3 separate regions of the Anas platyrhynchos genome follow, and regions 1 and 2 are each linked to region 3. Evidence: chromatin contacts called from public Hi-C data. All regions are on one chromosome and are shown on one strand. The core of a region is the stretch at or near the end of the contact, and the rest is flanking DNA. Distances in the headings are between cores, read along the strand shown.

What was found. A called contact is a pair of places that touch in the nucleus more often than the background predicts.
Region 1: a contact with region 3 is called in a Hi-C map of subcutaneous adipose tissue, with 2.3 times the contacts expected there. The contact joins the promoter of PRDX6 here to the enhancer-like site in region 3. A contact is called at or near these places in 2 of 8 Hi-C or Micro-C datasets (skeletal muscle and subcutaneous adipose tissue).
Region 2: a Hi-C map of subcutaneous adipose tissue shows a contact between it and region 3, with 2.2 times the contacts expected there. The contact joins two enhancer-like sites. A contact is called at or near these places in 2 of 8 Hi-C or Micro-C datasets (liver and subcutaneous adipose tissue).

Annotation. Positions count from the first base shown.
Region 1 is chr8:16,669,758-16,672,739 of IASCAAS_PekinDuck_T2T, forward strand. PRDX6 (peroxiredoxin 6) reads right to left here and starts at 1,553. Exons shown (of 5, transcript XM_027462656.3): 1 at 1,320-1,553; 2 at 1,049-1,205. The coding sequence starts at 1,411. TADA1 (transcriptional adaptor 1) reads left to right here and starts at 1,526. Exons shown (of 8, transcript XM_013096009.5): 1 at 1,526-1,681; 2 at 1,755-1,846; 3 at 2,054-2,119. The coding sequence starts at 1,608.
Region 2 is chr8:16,587,639-16,590,492 of IASCAAS_PekinDuck_T2T, forward strand. NOTCH2 (notch receptor 2) reads left to right here. Exons shown (of 33, transcript XM_038182661.2): 30 at 2,553-2,854. Among named protein-coding and RNA genes, the nearest start is that of REG4, 8.2 kb to the right of the region's middle. Within about 2 kb of position 1,418, at least 1 of the 8 cell types and tissues checked has an H3K27ac peak or open chromatin away from gene starts, as enhancers often do. A contact at or near this core is called in subcutaneous adipose tissue, where this site is marked.
Region 3 is chr8:16,804,186-16,807,038 of IASCAAS_PekinDuck_T2T, forward strand. All of the region lies in intron 3 of LOC113844284 (a long non-coding RNA gene), which reads right to left. Among named protein-coding and RNA genes, the nearest start is that of FASLG, 37 kb to the right of the region's middle. Within about 2 kb of position 1,361, at least 1 of the 8 cell types and tissues checked has an H3K27ac peak or open chromatin away from gene starts, as enhancers often do. A contact at or near this core is called in subcutaneous adipose tissue, where this site is marked.

The DNA.
Region 1 (2,982 bases), core at 303-2,802, 130 kb before region 3:
ACTGCTCTGCAACTTTTCCTGGTTTTACCTGAGGTTGTGCTGAATCATTTTGGAGCACCGCCTAAGGCAGCTCGTTGCTCACCTCCTGCAGGCTCTCTGGCTACGCTGAGCACCCCACGTCCTGCACACCCTCCAGGAAGCTTGCTGCTCCCCTCCCTGGACACAATTCGGTGCTCCCCCCATCCCCCTGCAGAGCTGAGCCTTCCCTTTCAGCGCTGATTTTCATTTGAAAGCCTCCTGGAAATGTAGGGTCTCTGTGGTAGTCAGCAACACCCCTACAGTTCTTCAGAGGGCTCCAACAAACCAGGACATGAGGCTGCGTTATGAACCACGACCCAAACTTTTGGTTGCGTTTAATGGGATCTGACCGGTGGTTCCAGCACAGAGACCCCACTCACTGCCGTGGGGGTTTGTGTGCTGTTTGTCCCCGGCCCCTTTTGAGGCTCGGTGGGCCAGGGCCGTGCACCACCCAGGTACAGAGGTCAGTTTGAGCAACACCACCACTCGGCAGCTTCTGAACCCGCTCAGCCCCTAAATAACGCCGGACTGCGCAAATTCTCACCTTTATCACTCCTTATTTGCATGCGTGTCTCACTCCCGGAAAACCCGTGAGCACCTTCCCATTCCCAGAGTGAGGGGAGGCACGTAGCTCACCCGGGGGTTGCCGAACCCTGGTTTTACCCTTCCCAGAGCTCGTTTCACACCCCGTCACCTGGCCCCACAGCGCTGTGACTGGGGTTTCCCATCGGTAGCTGTCCTGCTCCTTATTTCTGTGCCGTGCTTCCTAAGCTTCCTAGGGATGGTTTTAGCTCTTGCACGCTCTCACTCCCTGATTTATGTTTAACGTGTCCTACTGCCTCCTGCTTTCTCCCCTCTACCTGGCCATGAATTGCACCCCCTGAAGCCCTACGACCCCTTTGGCCACCTCCCGCCCCATTGCACCACCCAGGCACCGAGTCCTTGTGCACACCCCATCCTCCCGGCGCCCCGGTCACCCCGCTACCCCCCGGTCACCCCGATGCCCCTGGTCACCCCGGTGCCCCCATACCTTGCTCCAGGCCAGGTGGTCGGGCACGCTGTCTATGGAGAGGGCGATCATCTTCACGTTGCGCTTGCTGAACTCCGCCGCCAGCTTGGCCGCCCGGCCCAGCTCCGTGGTGCAGACGGGCGTGAAGTCCCGCGGGTGGGAGAAGAGGATGCCCCAGCTGCCGGCACAGCGGCACGGAGCCGTGAGGGGTCGGCACCGGGCTCCCCCCGTGCCCCTCTCCCTGCATCCCAATAATCCCAAATCCCCATCCCAATCCCGTCCCGCTGCTCACGAGTCGCCCAGGAAGTCGTGGAAGCGGATGCGGCCCTGCGTCGTGTCCGCCTCGAAGTTGGGCGCCTCGTCGCCCAGCAGCAGCCCCGGCATTGCGGCGGCGGCACCGATCCGGATCCCGATCCCAATCCCGGTCCCGATCCGGATCCCGATCGCGGTCCCGCTCCCGGTCCCGACCCGAGGCGCTTCGGCTCCGCTCGGCTGGGCTCGGCGGGGCTCGGCGCGGGGGGCGTGGCCTCGCTAAGCCCCGCCCCCTCCCCCTGAGGCGGGCGGGCGCTGAGGCAGCGCCATGGCGGCCATCGTCAGCGAGCTGGAGGCGGCCAAGAAGAGCCTGAGCGAGGCGCTGGGCGAGAACGTGAAGCAGTGAGTGCGGCCCCGGACCCCAAAACCTTCCCCGTTTAACTCCTTTAACCCCCCCGCCTCGCTGTGCCCGCAGGTACTGGGCCAACCTGAAGCTGTGGTTCAAGCAGAAGATCAGCAAGGAGGAGTTCGACCTGGAGGCCCGCCGGCTGCTCACGCAGGACAACGGTGAGGGAAGGGGCTGGCAGCCCCCCGCACCCCTCATCCCTTACCTCTAAAAAAAAAAAGCGAGAGCCCTGAGGTGTTTGTGCCTGGAGTTTGGGGCCTGGTGGCTGAGCCCCTAAGGGGAACAAGGCAGAACAGCCCCAAATCTGCCTCAGGTGGGTGCCCCGCACACGGGTGTGTTACTGACGGGCTGTGTCTGTCCCCACGCAGTGCACTCCCACAACGATTTCCTCCTGGCCATCCTCACCCGCTGCCAGATCTTGGTGTCCGCGCCAGGTGAGTCCCACAGAGCTCCGTCAGAGGTAATCGGGCTGCAGGGTGGTAGCACCTGGGTGTGCTCTGCTTTTCTCAGCCTTAATATTCATGTTTTTTGCCACAGATCTACAAAGGCAGCCAGGTAGCGATCCAGGTTTCAGCAGAGACGCTTTTATTAAAAAACAAAACAACCCTAATGTGCTGGCTGGAGGCCTGGCCTGCTGTCTGTGGTCGGGTGGTTTGGTTTCTCGGCTGTCTGTCTGTCAGGCTGTGTGCTGAGGGGAGGCGCTGCGTTGTTTGGCTTCCTGCCTCGTCCAAGCTCCCTGGTGCCCCTCTGTTCCCCTCCCTCTCAGGGTCGGCATCCAAGGGAGCTGGATTTTCCTGACTGGTCCTGAAATCAAGGATAGATCTGATAGAAAAATGCTTACTGTGAATGCTTACCACAGTCTTAATTGAGCTGTGGTCAATTAACGCAACCTCTGCAGCCATGCTGTGTAACTTTTTTAGCTCTGTAAGCACTTGGAGTAGCTGTTGTCAGAGCAATAAGCTAATTTTTGTGGCCTTCAAAAGGGCTCCCAGTCTAGAGATCTGATAGGAAGGACAATTGAGCTGCAATTTAAGATGTGAAACTGCCGTGTGGTAAGGGAGGGAGCTCGTAGCAGCTGTGGTGAGCTAAGATCTGAGAGCAGCTTCTTGAAGTGAGCAAATACCTGTTGGTAGAGTACCTGAGGCAGCTGGAGGAAGAAAAAAAAATATAAGTGACAGCTCTTTGACATAGCTGGTCCACCAGCTAGGCTAATAAAATGCCACTGCCCTCCCACCACCCTCAATGGAAAGAAACAAGCCTTGCTTTGTTTCCTCTCGAGTTCTCAGCACCTTTTCCT
Region 2 (2,854 bases), core at 168-2,667, 220 kb before region 3:
CAGCAATAGCAGCGGAATAATATGATCTAAGAGCTGTTTTCCTGCCATTCGGATGCAACTGAGACTTGAAGCAAGCTTCCATAAGCTATTCCCTTCTGCAGCATCAGAAGTGAGCAACTGAGTTGCTTTCAGTGGAAGAAACTATTTAAAAAGTCACAAGTGCTGGAGTAATGGGTTAGTAAGGAGCGGTAGGATTCCTCAGAGCAGATGTAGGCACCCATCTGCCCTGGCCACCTTCCTCTCCCTTAAAAGGGAGAGGGAAGAAACGGGCAATTCTGAGATGCAGCCACCTCTGTCTCAAGCAGAAGCCCAAGAAGGGGGTCCGAGAGGTCCCATCTCCTGTAGACTTTGCCAGTGGGTTCTCTGCATCCCAGCTTTTGGTATGTTATTTGTGTCTAGAATCCTTCAGTTGTACATATCTGGTGAAATTTTAGGCTTTAAAGCCTTGCTCTAAGTTTACCCGGGGCTGTGTTCTAGAAGACAGCAAAAAGAGTTATTTTTTATAAAATACTGCTTTCACCTTTGTTCCTCCATGCTGTTCTTTCTCTGTGTCCCCCAGAGTGCTGAGGACATTCTTTTCAGTGGAGTTATTGTCAGTGTGTAACCAGGGTAATGCAATTATAGGCATAACTGGTACCACCACCTATAATTAAAACTGATTAACTGTCCCTATTATCTGGCCCTCTTTTTCAGTAGCTAAAACTTCAGTGGTTCAGACTGGAATTTTCCATGCTGTGTGTCTGCCTCCAGCTGGATCTTTTTGAGTTCTTTTCCAGCTATTTCAGAACAAGCTTGAAGGAAGGAAAAAAAAAAAAAAGGCATTGCACCCATGGCTTTTTCTTAATACTCCAACAAGTACTTAATTGTGACAGCCAAACTGGATGTGAACTTCTTTGCTAGCCTCATAAAACTACCCGTGTGTGGCCAACTTAGGAAGCTCTGAAAAGAGCTGCACATACCTGGGAGACTTTCTGGAGGCTGGCAGCTAGTTTTTTGAAGGATTTAGTGCTCGCTGTAACTGTATCCCCATACAGCAGCCGAGTGTGATCTGGCCAGGACAAACGCAGAGACTGAGCGAGTGCTTTTCTCAGGGCTGTAGTGCTAGCGAAAAGGAGGGCTCCTTTCTGTGCTCCATTTCTTTGCTCTTTGTATCAGGGCAGTACGGAGGAGACCACAGCCTGACTTGAATACTGAGTGTTCATTTGGGACAGGGGAGCAGAGCCAGCAGTGGGAGGGAGGGAGAAGCACAAAGAGAGGTATAGCTCTGGACAACAGGCGAGGGGGTCTGTAGCCATGGCTGGGTCTTGGAACTGAACCCGGGTCTGTATGTCAACGCTTCTCTGCCTTCCAACAAATCCTGAGAAAGTTTGGTGAAAGGGTTTGTGTGCCCTGATTTCGGGCCGCTAGGAGGAGCATGCATCCTGCTGCCAGCCTGGCTCAGGGAGGCAGGTCTGCTGCTGCAGCCATGATCTCTGCGGGTGGTTGATGTGGTTCCCAGCTGTAGAAGGATAGTTCCTAGAGTTTTATAAAAGTTTTGGAGCTGTTTTAAAAAAGAGAGTTAGGAAAGCCTGACGATCAGAAGTTGGGAATATTCCTGTGTAAGCATACCACTTACATGAGGTTGTCATCGCAGTGTTTATCTGCACAGAATCCTAACTGTGATCACACGCTTTGTTTAGTGCCCTGTAGATTGAGAGTAACGCAGGCAGGGAGGTTGTTGTCTATAGGGTCCAAACTGCCTCCTGCTTGTACATGGAATAAACCAGGCAGTTGCTCAAAGATGGTCTTGAATTTCTGCTAGCAAGCCACGCTGGAGAAGCAAAATTTGTGCTCATCTTTGTGGAGATCCAGTTAGCACAGTGCTTCAGTCCTGCTGCCATCTCAGTCCCTCTTGCTTTGCCTAGGGTGTGGTAAAGTGTCTTACAAGCAAGATGAAGTTGATTCAGGCAGTCTTACTAGGGCATTTTTCAGCTTTATGTGCCTCACTTAGCCAACTTTGGTGTCCTTTTAATGAAGACTTAAAAGATCGTAACAGATCTGAAGGCTTTTGTCTGCATTTCTTTTCAGGTGAAATGCTACCAATAATCGGGTGAAAATGTCTGTGAAATGACGCCAATAATCGGGTGTTAGCTGTGCAGTATTTTTTTTCTCTATAAATAGTTTCTTTTCCCTAGATATGTTATTACAACATCCACATGAATAGTTATACACTTGAAGTTTTTGATTTTATAGCCCTTTCTTCTCCTTACAAAGTTAACTAGCCTGTACGCTTTGAGGAAGTTTTCCACTTCAGCAGCAAACTTGTTTTGTTTTATGATACTTCTTTGAGAATTATCTAAGTTCTGTTGTGGTTGGATTTAAGTATCAGAGTTCTGCTTGGAAGGAAAACAGGTGGTTAAGTCTGGGCTTTAAGTTAGGAGAAGAGGTTTGTGCTGAAGTGACCAGAGGGACTCTAGCTGTCAGTGGTCAAGGTGAGGCAATGCACTGGGAGAGGGCTTCCTTCCTCTGCTGTCACTGTTAGGTTAACGTGATCACCTTTCTTCTGTCCGCAGATGGATGTACTCCTCTGATGCTGGCATCTCTGCGTGTGGGCAGTTCCGATATTAGCGAGGATGACGAAGATGCAGAAGACTCCTCAGCAAATATAATAACAGACCTGATCTATCAAGGCGCCAACCTGCAGGCCCAAACGGACCGCACTGGGGAGATGGCGCTGCACCTGGCAGCCCGTTATTCCAGAGCAGATGCTGCAAAACGTTTGCTGGATGCTGGTGCGGATGCTAACGCACGGGACAACATGGGACGGACTCCCCTGCACGCAGCTGTAGCTGCTGATGCTCAGGGTGTCTTTCAG
Region 3 (2,853 bases), core at 111-2,610:
TCCTGAGCAAAGCTCACACTTGCACGTGAAAGTGCACTCACTAGTGATGCTGAAATCAAAAGCACATGAGGGCCACATGAGTGATGTTACACATAACCACAAACCACATCAGAGCCAGTCAAACAGCTCATAAGGTGGGAGAAGGCTACAGCTCTGAGCTTGCTTGAAAAAGGATGCTCAGAGGACTCCTACACTTATCAGAGCATTTTTAGGCACTGAAAGAACTGCTTGAAGTGTAAGAGAATGAATCCATCCGATCAGAAAAGAAACAGCTATAGTATTTGGCTCTCAAGGATTTCCAGCTGGTTCTCACTTACAGCAAGATTTTCTGGGACAAGAAATAAGATTCCAAGCTTGTCAACAGAAAAGTCATTGAAGGATTATTTGCTGTCAAACAAATAAGCAACTGCCTTCAAATAGAAGCACATCCAGACTTGTTCAGCATCATGTTTCAGAAACGTCAGAGCCACCCCCAGTGCAGGACGCTGACTGCTGAAGGTTGACTCATCTTTCTCAAGTAGTATTATTAAGGTTTTCACACCCCTGGCTAGCTCTGACACCGTAATTTCACTGTGACACAAAACACGCCTTGTCAGGGCTTAGCATTACCCCAAGCTAAGGGGCTGGAGTCACACAGCTTTTGTTAATGTGGTTGGGAATGTCTCATGAGATCAGCTGGCACACACAAGTTCTCCCACTTCCACCTCTTGATCTCATCTTAACCCTCTGAGAAGTCCTTCCCTTTGTCATCTTCATCTCCACATGGAGGTCACCTCGCTTCCCAATGACAAGACCAGGCTTACTGCAAGTCATTGTGAGCCTGGGTGATGTCCAAGTCCGCTCCCACCATCTCCAACAAGACTGTCACCATGACAGTGTCAGGGCCAGGCCAAAGGAACAGCTCCTGCCTGGCTGCAACAAGCACGCTGCATCTTCCAAGAATTTTTGCTTGTTGGGAAGAAGCTGGACAAAGGCAACTGCACAGCGCTCTGCTACAGAGGCAGCAGTCCAAGAGTTAGAACAAATATCATGGAACAGAGCATGTAATCAGATAGGACCCCAAACGAAACACAGGAAATCAGTCACAAATAAAAAGCCAAGCAGAAGCCATGGCTGTGAGCAGTAACTGTAGGCACCAATGAGCCATCGTTAACCACAGACACTGTTGTGGTCGAATGTGACCCCGGTTACCATTGCGCCAGCGTGCTTCAGCAGTTACTGAAAAATCTTCTCAACCGGGAATAAGAAAGTAAGTCTCTGGCAGGGCACTGCATATTTATTTCCCTTCTTTGGCTCTTCATTGTGCTCTTAGATGGCCCTTCTTTGCTATTCATGTTCCAGCTCCATCTCACTGGCTTTGCCTTCATCACGAGTTGGAATTGCATCCAGTTGAGTCATACAGGAACAAACTAGAGGCTGATGTTGTACTGCACACAGATGTTTAAAAGAAGAAAGCTCAAAAGGAAGGACAGATGCAAATATGAAAAAAGGATGGGACTTGAGGACTTTTCTGGCTGACCACACACATAAAGCAATTCAATCTGGGGAATGACATCAGGTAACAGACCTGCTCTGCAGGAACCAGAGGGCTCTGACACTGGCAAGCAGTTCGCAGCCTTCCCCAGAGCCACAGTAAGAAACTGCCCATCACGCAGTGTCCTGGGGCACCCTCAGATTTCAGTGACAGAAGAGGGCATCCCCTCCCTGAGCATCTACAAAACTCAAATAGCTTTCTATCCCCGCTATTCGGAGAAGGCCCAGGACTAGTGGCTCCCGGAGAGGAAGGCTGTGTTGCAGACTGAGCACTCTTGCAATATTTTGCTAACAGTTTCCTGCACAGAGATTCAAAGCTGAGCAAGCCTCAGGTCACACCTGTCCAGAGGCTTCACCAAGCACTGGCTGGGGACTTCCACTCCTCTTGGAGCCAATTCTCCCATTCCCAGATCTCAACCTCCCACACTTGCTCTGCATCCAGCTACATCCTGTGCCTGCTGCTAACCAGACACAGTAGTTAGGACGCTGTTGCAGAAGGTGCTATTTTTCTTCCTCACAGCCTTGGATGCATTTGTACTTCCAGACAGCCCAGTGTAAACAATCTATCTCAGGCTTGGGAATACATCCAGGGCTTATAGATTTAAAAACTTGAGTACACCAGTCCACGGGGCTTTAACGTTATAAACAAACTTCATCTGATAAAGCTGGCTACACGAGGATACATGGATCCCAACTGGAGGGGCAGCACTAACTCCTGGTTTGACACAGCCCAGCTGCAAGGCAGCCAGCTGGGGCTTAGCACTGTTCTCACATTCCTCTGTGCTCTGTCCACGGTTGTGCCAGAAATGTAAGTGTGCACATTTTCATTCCTGGGAAAGAAATGCATTCGTTCTCTCTTCCCGTTCCCTATGCAGGCTGGTGAATTTGTCTGTTACACTCAAAATAGGTGTCTTCCTGGGTAACAGCAGCAATGTCTTCCCCGAAGTGTGGATTCTTGGGTTTCCTCACAGGGTATATCAAAGCTTGCCCAATACCAGGATTTAAAGAGTATCCGTCCCAAATAATTACCATAGACTGCCTTGCTAACTGGAAGGGAAATAAAGAAAGGGAAAAACAAAAATAGGATCACCAAGAGACACAATCTGCTCAGTGCTTTACAAACAGTCTCTGGAATAAAGCCCAATCATCCTTACACTAATTGGCCACAGACATCCTTAGGCAACATCTTCCTGAAAGCCCAAGCTTCCTTCAAGAAAAGCCAGAAATAAGTGTTCTTTTAATAGGTAAACCAGCTCTAACCAAGTCCCAGAACTCTTTCAGCACCCAAAAGGCTGAGACACCCAGAGAGTTCCTGTTTGC